2 separate regions of the Mus musculus genome follow, and region 2 is linked to region 1. Evidence: chromatin contacts called from public HiChIP or PLAC-seq data. All regions are on one chromosome and are shown on one strand. The core of a region is the stretch at or near the end of the contact, and the rest is flanking DNA. Distances in the headings are between cores, read along the strand shown. Region 1 holds the start of Apmap (adipocyte plasma membrane associated protein). Region 2 overlaps Ninl (ninein-like).

Region 1 (5,143 bases), core at 691-3,190:
TCCTCTACCCTCACAGTAGTCAAGAAGATAGTTGGACAAACTATTAGAGATGACTACAAGAAAAAAAATACAGGAGAACTGCTGAAAACGACAAACAGGAATGTTATCACTGTAAGTATAGAAAGGTGGCTATAACTCACTTTAAAAGCAGCCATTTCACCGGGCGGTGGTGGTGCATGCCTTTAGTCCCAGCACTTGGGAGGCAGAGGCAGGCGAATTTCTGAGTTCGAGGCCAGCCTGGTCTACAAAGTGAGTTCCAGGACAGCCAGGGCTATACAGGGAAACCCTGTCTCAAAAAACAAAAAACAAACAAACAAACAAACAAAAAAACCCAACCATTACAGATCACTAAAGATAAAATAACAAACATGTTGACAAACAGCAAATATGTTTACAAATGGCAAAGTCAAAACAGTGTAAGCACAAATGTAAGACATTGGAAAAGATCAGATGGAAAGAGACAGTTTGGTGTCTAATTTGTAGTCATTAAGGAAGAAATCCAACAGAGAACCTTAAAAAAAAAAGATAAATATGCCCCTTTGCCTGTGGGTCACAAGTATCACAGAAGCTGTTCTAAATATCAGGCCAATCTATCAAGAGTCCCCGGGTACCCAGGCTTCAAAACACTTTTCTTCTCCAAGTGCCCAGATAGGGCTCTCCACAGCTCCACCCTTTCCTAGTTCTCCTAGTTCCTGCAGTTAGGTTTGGCCACTCCTTGCTTATCCATTAAAAGACTCACCAACCATTAGCAATTAATTAGCAATACCCACAACAAGCAGGGTGAGCAATTTGTCATAATCTACCCACATTTAGCAAGGTGAGTCCTAGTTAATGAGATCTCAAGGCTACCTAGGATGGCTGGTCTCCCTAATCAAGATCCATACTAGTTAGTACCTTCCTGTTCTTTTACAAACTCCTCTTTCCAAAGCCAAAACATGTTTGTATGTTTATCTTATTACCATTAGTCAAACCGATCATCAGAAGCAAAAACTGTCTCTCATCTAGTATGCACCACATCCCTTCATCACATTGCTGGTGACCAAAGAAATATTTCTAATATTTCTATCATATAAGTTAATTCCACAACTTTGAGGCTGATCTAGATATTCAAAGTACAAAATTCTGGTCACCAAGTTGAAAAGTCAATTTTAAATGTCTTCTAGTACGGTTTAAGGAGCATGCTTCATATGTGGGCTAATAGTGCATTTTGAAAGTCAGAAAGACTGGGGCCCAAAAAAAATTTTTCTTTTTAAGGATTTACTGTCAGTAACTACTGTCCCTATTACAAAAACCTGCAAGGCCGAATTCTCAGAAACACTGCCAACAATGTCAGTCGGTTCTCTACTCCACGCTGAGGAGTACAGACTGCGCGGCGTCAATAGATGCAGGAGGAGGACCTTCGCAGAAAGGAAACCCAGCATCTTTTCTGACTTCTCTTTAAGGAAAGTGAATAACAAGGAACGCGAAAGAATCGGCTGACGGCAGTGGTCAGGTGGCTGTCCCAGGAGTATCAGAGGTTCCAACAAGGACAAGTCGGGAAGATGCGTGCAACTAAAGAAAGGCAAAAGGCGTTGGCTCCAGCGGCTGGGTGGCAAGAAGGGACAGAAAAGGTCCACAGCAGCGTGAGGGAGGACAACCAGGTCCACGCAAGGCCTCGCCCCGCAGATTGTCCTGTCAGCCCGAACCCGGCTCCTGGGTCCAAGCCGGGATAATGAGGAGGGTTCTCTCCCGTGGGATGATCCCAGCCCAGGTCCTGCCTACCTGCCCTCCTTGACCTCCGGGACCTGGCCATCGTCCGTGACGACCTGCGGCCGCAGGGGCCGACGCTGCCGCAGCCCGTCCGCTTCGCTCATTCTGCCGCCTCTCCACTGACACCTCCAACAGCGCCTTGACACTCAGCAACGCGGGTTTCAGAACTACTCCCTGGCGCGAGGAAATGACGTAAACTTAGCGCCGGAGCTGCAATGCAGGCCCCGCCCCCTTTTGGAGATTGGCACAGCAGTAAGGCTCCACCCCCTGGCCCCAGCCTACAGCTGCAGGCAAATGGTGAGGGGGTCCCTCCCTCAGTGAGCCGAGTCTGGATAGTGAGGCTGTAGCGGGTCTTCCTCAAGTCCGAGTGCTGGGCGGTGAAGTCTGCAGTAACAAGCTTGCAAAGAGAAGATGCCACTGATTCTTAACGAAATGTGTTCAATGCAGTAATCCCCGCCTGAACTGTTATCTTTTCTGAAAAGATTCCGCTAAAGTTCAAAATGTGTCCTTTTGGTTAAGATCAGATTTTGACTGCTAGATCGTCAAGTGGTTATACAATAGACATTTGATAAATTTTCTAAAGGGAGTTACCTAAAGACAGGCCCAAGTAGAAAAGACTGCTAATAGCAAAACTTTAGGAATCATGAAGCAACCACCAGGTAGTGCTTCCACGGTATTACAGCGAGTCGGACATACTCCAGGAGGTGAAGTGAGCAGACTGCAGGCAAATCCCTCCTTTCTGGAACTAATGAGAGCCATGACTTCAATACATGTAAATTTTAATACAGTGGTGATTTTAAAGAGAGAAACTTGGTCTAGTGGAAGCATTTAGCCGGTGAAGGAATGTGGGGGTAGGATTGGAAGAGAAAGGGCGGACAGGAGAATTTCAGGCAGCAATAACCAAGTAGGGCATTGGGAAGGATCTCTAGGATATAGGTGCTGGATTTTGTACCTCACTTGGGATTTTACAGAAGCAAACATGCCATTATCTTTTCGGCACTAGATGGCGATAGAATGCCACCTCAATGTTCTTTTTCCTCTCGCTTGAGGGAAGTGGAGATTTCTTAACACAGTTCTGTAGGGATCTCAGGTTATATATAATCCAAGGCTTGGCAACATGGTACTTGATTCCATCATTGAAGACAGACATTATAAAGATAATATCGTGGGTAATTGTAACAACTGCTGTGTGGGTCTGGCGCCTACCTGGAGACCTGAATGGCTTCCCCTTCTGATTGCATGTCTCTGACTTTGTCATGTTACTCCTTGTTTCCTTGTGATACGTTTTTTTTTCTACCTCCACCTAAACCACTTTTATCATCCAGAATCCATCTCAAGAGTCATTGCTGAAAATCTCTCATTAACTCTCCAGAGTATCCCCGTCTGTGGGAGGCTCTGTGAACATTCCTGAGCTGTCACAAGTAGCCAGTTACATCCAGTGCCTGTTACATGGATTATGCGTATCCTATGCCCAGTGTGAAACACATGGGCCAAAACAACCCGGAACACACACACGAAGAATAAAAAAGAGTTGAATACACTGAACTTCCTACATAAAAGGAATTCACCAGACGACCTGTGAGCTCCTCAGTTATGGAAGACTGTTCATGAAATTCAGGGCTAAAGTTAGAAATGGTCTTGGAACGGATCGGTTAGAGTTTGTAAACTAGGAAAGTGTCTGGAAGAGCCAGTGGCCATATCTCTAAAACAAATAAGTCCACAGGGAATTGCTGGGAGATACACTCATGGCCTTATCTTGAAGCACATGAGTCTGAATAAGCTGGGGTTAGAATAGGCTGAGCTTCGATCATTTGTGTTATGCAATATGACTTAGGGGTTTTCTGTTTGCAAGTCACGGTAAAGTCCATTCTGCTTGTTGTATGTGGTCTTAGTGCTCTCTTGTCCCACATCACCCTCCAGCCCTGCAGCCAATCAGCATTACTGTCTCATTGTACCAACTGTTTGCACAAAGAGAAATGGGACTGCCATGCAAGGTTAGCTCAGGTTTCCCAACCTCAGCACTGATAACATTTGGGGCGAGATAATCCTTTGTTGTAGAGGTAAAGTGGCAGTTGTCATGAGTATAGGATATTTTGCACCACCCCTGGGGCCTTTACCCTTTAAATGTCAGTAGCACCCCACCTAGTTTAGTGCTAAAGTTAATCTGGAACACCAAAAATTTGTGAAAAATTTGGTCCTCAGCATGGGTGATACTGGAAGGTAATGGCATTTGTAAGGAGTTGGCCCTACTGGGACACTGGAGGCATGCCTTTGATGAGGGTATGGGAGTTAATCCCTTTTCTCTTTTACTTTTCCCATTTCTCCACATTGGAGTAGCAATTGCTCACCACATACCCCCACCATAATGTACCACCACAGACCCAAAGCAGCCAACTGATCATAGGTTAAAGCCTTTACAATCCTGAGTCACCGTAAACCTTCTATAAATTGATTGCCTCAGTATTTATTATAATGACAAGAGATTAGAAACAAATAATATTTTTTTAATATCTTGAAACATTGCCCAAATGTCCTGCAAGGGACAAAAGGGCCCTTGACTGGGAACCACTGGGTGAGACTACTACACATCCTGGGACTTACGATGCAGCTCACTTTCGCTGAAACGCTCGTCTACACAGACGACATTTATCACAACAAAAATGGGGCCATCCCAGCATGGAAAAAGAAGCACATGATATTATGCAGTCATCTCCCAATGTGGTAAATTAGACAAAATAGAAACAAACCTGAATTTAGTCTTAAGCTTTACCCTCTAATCCCATACTGATTCAATTCTTTATACAGATACTTCCCAAATGCCTGTCAGGTCCTAAGGGTTGTTACAAAACAAAGGTCCTCAGATGTGTCTATATTCATGGTTGTAAATGGGGAGGGAAGATAGAAAACATAGATGACTGTTATAAAGGAGTGGCACAAAGGACAGGCTAGGTATCCTGAGACCTTCAGGGAAAGCTGTGCTGACATAGGAGTAAACCAGCGGAGCATGTGCACCAACTCTGGATAAGTAAGATTCCAGATGAAGAGCTGGGAGGATAGAGAAGGGCAAGAGACAAAGTAGGAGGACTTGAGGGGTCCTGAGGTTGGTGACCAAGGGGTGATAAGCAAGGGTAGGCTTCAGGGTCCACTGATGAATGATGAACCATCTAAAGGGGACAGCAAATGACTAGAAAGTGGAAAGAAGGGCCCAGAGAGAGAACTAAATGGTTAAGCACATTTGCTCTTGTAGAGGGTCCTGGTTCAGTTTCCACCACCCACGTGGCAGTTTACAACTGTCTACAACTCCATTTCCAGGCGATCCAAAACCCTTGTCTAGCCTCTGTGGGCCCCAAGCACACATATGTGTATATACATACTTTCAGACAAAACATTTACA
Region 2 (5,127 bases), core at 2,014-4,513, 370 kb after region 1:
TGGCATTAGGGGCAATTTTTCAGGAAAGGCATGGGCCACTTAGGTGAGAAAAGCTTTTCTAATTCTAAAGAAAAGAAAATGAATTGGTTTCTAATTCTAAAGAAAAGAAAATGAATTGGTAGTGACCCTCTTCACATCTTTGCAGAGAAAGGTATGAGACAAATACCTGTGCAAGTGGTGTGGGGCTATCATCTTTGTGCAAGTGGTCTGGGCACTAACTTTGTCCTGCGCCCAGGGCTTCTGCAATGAGAGAGGAGGTGTGGAAGGGGCTGACCATGTCATCCAGAGCAAGATGCACAGTGTTCTGACACTGTGTGCATGGGGCTCAGGAACTGGGACACAGGGACTCAACTCCTAGCCAGCACATACTATGGAACAGGGTAAATCTCTCCTCAGGTCAACTGTGGGTAAGACAGTACTGTGGAATTTCTAAGAAGGTAGATAGAACCTACATAAAATATACATGAAGTTCAAAGCCTCACACTTAGAAGACACTTGGTATGAGCCATTCCTCCTGCCTGTCACTCATCTCCATGCCTTTGGTCCGACTAGGATCCTTCACCCTGCTATCTGGTCATACAGGAGGCCAGGGCAAGTAGCTGTTTCCAGTAAACCCTGAAATCATCACTGTCTACCTCACACAGTCCTCATGGCCATAGGCAGACCAGCCTCCAGCTGTCTCACACCTGGTCCATTATTTTGTACCCACAATCCTTGGGCTGGTGGCTTCCTGTCATGTGTCGGTTGGACTTATCATCATGTTCCTGCCTCACAGCCATTTCCACAGTGGGATTCCTGTTAGCACTGTTCGAACACTGCAACACCAGTGGCTGTGAGAGCAGATTAGTGTCCAGAGCAGAAGGCCAGCCTGCTTGCTTGGTACACCTAAGACCCTGAGGCTCCAACTCTTGCTGCTCCACACCCCCCAGTGCCTTGTCAGTGGCCCCCTACCTGTAATGCAGGTTACAATCTGATGACAGTCACAGAAGAGGAAATCCCAGATATTCTGCCCAAGTCTGCACTTGATGGTTTGTGGGTGACAGAAAAGGAGGCTAGAATTTGGAACAGTTAAGCTACACTTTGAATGGTCACAGATGACTAAAGTAAAGAAACTGAGGAGCTTACAGGAAATCCTCTTACCTGACTCGGAAGAACTACCTTCCTCATCGGAGGGCTCTACGCCAGAACCTGATGACAGCACAGCCACAAAGCCTTCCTTAAATTCCTCAAAGTTAACCTGCCGGAGTTTCAGTAAGGAGAAGACACTGTTACTTCCCATAGATTCACATTTAATTTCATGAACCAAAAGTCCCCTTGGAGTCTTCTTTTCCTCAAAAGACCTCTGATTATTGCCTAAGGGTGTTCATTTCACGTTTCCAATCATGTACTGGAAGAATCTATCACAGAAGGTAAATGTGAACCACCATATTACCACCAAATAAACCATTTTATCACACCTAACCAAACCAAACCAAACCACACAACTAAGAGAACAACAGCAGCTAGGCATAGCGGGCCACATCCACACGGCTGGGTGTGGCTGCTTATGCTCCCTGGCGTTCTTCTTTCAATCTCTAGAATAACACGGTTTATTGCTGGAGACTTCTCCTCCCCAAGTGCCTTTCTTTGGGTGCTGTGGACCAAATGCCCACACCGGTGGGTGGCACAGCTCTGCAGTGTCCCTCGGCAGGAGTCCACCACTCACCCTGGCCAAGCGGTCATCTCCGAGAAGAATGTGAAGGAGTGCCGGCAGCTGCTCCTCCAGGCCAAGCTTAGTACATAGCTGGGTCAGCTCTTCCTGATCCAGGAACCCGGTCCCTGTGGTGTCACAGCTGCTGTAGACATCCCTGAGCCGTGACACATAGTGGTTCTCTTCTTCGTTGTCCATCCCATAGCAGGCTGGTCACGAAGGAGAAAAGCGAAGTAGCAGGTTAGCTAGGTTTCTTAGCCCCATTTCCCTCAGGCCTACACACTGAACAACAGCAGATCACAGAGCTAGCACTGGAAAGACGTACTAGGAGCCCCTGTGGGGTCGAAGGCAGCTACAGGAATCAGCTTCTCTTTGCAGGGACCCAAGGCATCCGTCAGTCAGCAGTGTGTGTGTGTGTGTGTGTGTGTGTGTGTGTGTGTGTGTGTGTGTGTGTTTTAAAGCTACAGAGTAACCAGAAAACAGATGAAACCCAGCATGTGCCTCCATGCCAGCTCCATATGAGGCTAAGGCAGAGGACTTCTTGGGCCCCAGAGTCTGAAGTCAGTCTGAGCAACACAACAGTGTTCTACCTTCAAAACTAGAAATAAGAAAGGGAGAAAGGAGTGAAAGAGAGAGGAAAAAAGGAGGGAGGGGAGGAGGAGAGGAGTGGAGCAGAAAACAGATAAACAGAAAAAGCACGAACTATGCACAATTCCTATCTTTAAAAAAACAAAACAAACAAACAAACAAACAAACAAAACTGTTGCTGGGCGTAGTGGCGCATGCCTTTAATCCCAGCACTTGGGAGGCAGAGGCAGGCGGATTTCTAAGTTTGAGGCCAGCCTGGTCTACAAAGTGAGTTCCTGGACAGCCAGGGATACACAGAGAAACCATGTCTCGGGAAAAGCAAAAAACAAACAAACAAACAAAAAACCCTGAAACCTTATAAATACAAGGTCTCTCCCTTATACATAAAAATATCTACTTAAAAAACTAAATTGTTGGGGCAGAAGACATATCCAGGGTGCCCCCATCATGCTGGACAAATACATGATGGAGAGGTGGGAAAGACAAGGGAGCAGAATGGTAGGTGCACAGGCCAGACCAGGCTACACATGAGACTGTGTCTATAAGCAAATACATAAATTAGTTCATAATGTAAGGATACCCAGGGTTCACTTAAAATTTGCTCATTCCCTTCCCAATCATCTATTAACTAGCTAATCAATAATATGAACAGGCAGTGGTGGCACACGCCTTTAATCCCAGCCCTTTGGAGGCAGAGATAGGCAGATTTCTGAGTTTGAGGCCAGTCTGGTCTACAGAGTGAGTTCCAGGACAGCCAGGGCTACACAGAGAAACCCTGTCTTGAAAAAACCAACCAAACCAAACCAAACCAAACAAACCAAAACAACAACAACAACAACAACAACAACAACAACAACAAAAAGAATTGTGAAGAGGTTAAAACAGGAAATTAGTCAGTTTCTTGACTCCTAAAATATACACTGGGTAGATATGAGCTCTGTTCAGCATTTGTCTATTAGAGACCTAGGGAAAGCAGAAGTCAGTCTATACCCAGAAATAGTTGTCAACTTTTGACATTAGAAAACTTCAGAATGCCATGCAGTGATACTGCTGGATCTTTCTGTAATCACGAGACCCTGCTCCTCCCTCACCACAGATTTAGGCGAAGGCTGTGAAGACAAGACATAAAGCAGCACCCGACCCTGGGCATGAAAATCTGCAGTGTTTATCTGCGGATAAAGAGGGTGGAAGTTGAACTCCTGGCACCCACACACACAGCCCCTAACTGTCAGCTCCTAGCTGTCAGGAGATCTAATGCGTGTGGCCTACACAGATAACTTCGCTCACATCACTACACTGATACCTTTCCCACTCACACACTGACCAATAAACACAATTAAAATTAATCGAAAAGTTTGTAAAAATCTATATTTGGGTTATAAAATAATATTTAGGTATCTTTAAAGATATTAGTGCTGTAATAAAATAGTCATCCATACAATAGGACATTATTTTTTAATCTACAGCAAAAACATTCTTTTTTAAAAATTTATTTATTTTTATTTTATGTACATTGGTGTTTTGTCAGGTCCCCTGGAAGTGGAAAAGTAGACAGTGTTCTTAACCATTGAGCCATCTCTCCAGCTCCACAAAAAAGCATTCTTAAGGATGGATGTGCTATTTTTAGGATCATTTTATAACTGGTAGTATAAATACACACACACACACACACACACACACACACACACACACATATATACTTCTGCTTTTTATGTTAACAATATTTGGCTATCTAGGAAACTGTCTTTAAACAGGTACTTTATATATCTGTATTAGTCTTTTAAAGGACAACTTTATAAGCACTATTTTAAAGTGCTTTTTAGAAGATGTAATGGCCTGTGTATCTGTGGCTTTCAGAATTATGTGTCTATACATTATACATGAAACCACAGTTTGCACATTTAAAAGCATTTAAGTAAATACATGCAAAGTGATCCATGAATGCTGTTTTTAGCATATTCTGATGTAAAACCTGCTCTTTAGACATGCACACATATATACATACTACATACATTTCTTTGAGACAGGGCCCTTTAGGTATTCCTGGCTAGACAGGAATTTGATTTAGACTAGGCTGGCCCTAAACTCTGATCTACCTGCTTCTGCCTCCCTACTACCAGGGTTAATACACATTTCCCATCTATTGACTGATTTTGCTTTTTAAAACCCTGGCCTTTAATCTATTTGCCTCAACTGAATCAGCATTTAGTTATTATATATGTAAGATATACTGTCACATGATCTCTTTGCAAGTACTGATACTTGCAGGGAAACATGGGGTTGGCCTGGTTTAGCTCCCTTCCAGAGGCATGTGTCATAGGTTTTTCAGGTTAGAGTTCATGGCTCCTAGGGCACTGTGTGCCTTTCAGTTCCTGACAAACTGATGTACTCCCTCAGGCAGTGGAGTGTTTAGGTCTCCCTGTAAATCTGTGTTCCTGCTAAGTCAACAAAGTTTACAGAAGCATGACAGGGCAATTGGTCTTAGACATTACTCTTATGTACCCGATATAGCTTGTAAGTGTCACTGTGTCCCTGCAACTATCGTTGTACTGATCTTGGGAACAGTGGTTATATTCTGTTTCTGATAGGGGTATAAAAAGTCTGATTGCTTGGCACAAACTCGTCTCAGCCTCAGTCTGGTTGAGACCCCTAGTCCTGGCCAGGTTAAGACTCATTTCTCATCAGCTCTGTATCAAGTAATGGTGGCCCTGTAAGTAAGCCCAGGTGCTTATGGGTAATCTTACTGTGAGAGGCCTAAATTCTTACATTTATCAATGCTGTAGTTATATTACCCTAAAGATCTCATATTTTACTTCAAGGGCAGAAGTTGACTAGACTTCTGTGAACCT

Evidence for each region. HiChIP or PLAC-seq counts read pairs in DNA pulled down with a chosen protein or histone mark.
Region 2: an H3K4me3 HiChIP or PLAC-seq map of bone marrow-derived macrophages shows a contact between it and region 1, with 3 times the contacts expected there. The contact joins the enhancer-like site here to the promoter of Apmap in region 1. A contact is called at or near these places in 8 of 39 promoter capture datasets (the 3T3-L1 cell line, 3T3-L1-derived adipocytes, the C10 cell line and 3 more), 1 of 15 datasets of contacts at CTCF or cohesin (large pre-B cells), 1 of 484 Hi-C or Micro-C datasets (adipose-derived mesenchymal stem cells), 4 of 115 datasets of contacts at active chromatin or transcription factors (bone marrow-derived macrophages, embryonic forebrain, pro-B cells and 1 more) and 3 of 9 other capture datasets (adipose tissue, liver and pancreatic islet).

Annotation. Positions count from the first base shown.
Region 1 is chr2:150,606,627-150,611,769 of GRCm38.p6, forward strand. Apmap (adipocyte plasma membrane associated protein) reads right to left here and starts at 1,941. Exons shown (of 9, transcript NM_027977.3): 1 at 1,762-1,941. The coding sequence starts at 1,853.
Region 2 is chr2:150,978,293-150,983,419 of GRCm38.p6, forward strand. Ninl (ninein-like) reads right to left here. Exons shown (of 24, transcript NM_207204.2): 2 at 1,706-1,899; 3 at 1,141-1,237. The coding sequence starts at 1,888. Among named protein-coding and RNA genes, the nearest start is that of Ninl, 29 kb to the right of the region's middle. Within about 2 kb of position 3,264, at least 17 of the 459 cell types and tissues checked have an H3K27ac peak or open chromatin away from gene starts, as enhancers often do. A contact at or near this core is called in bone marrow-derived macrophages, where this site is marked.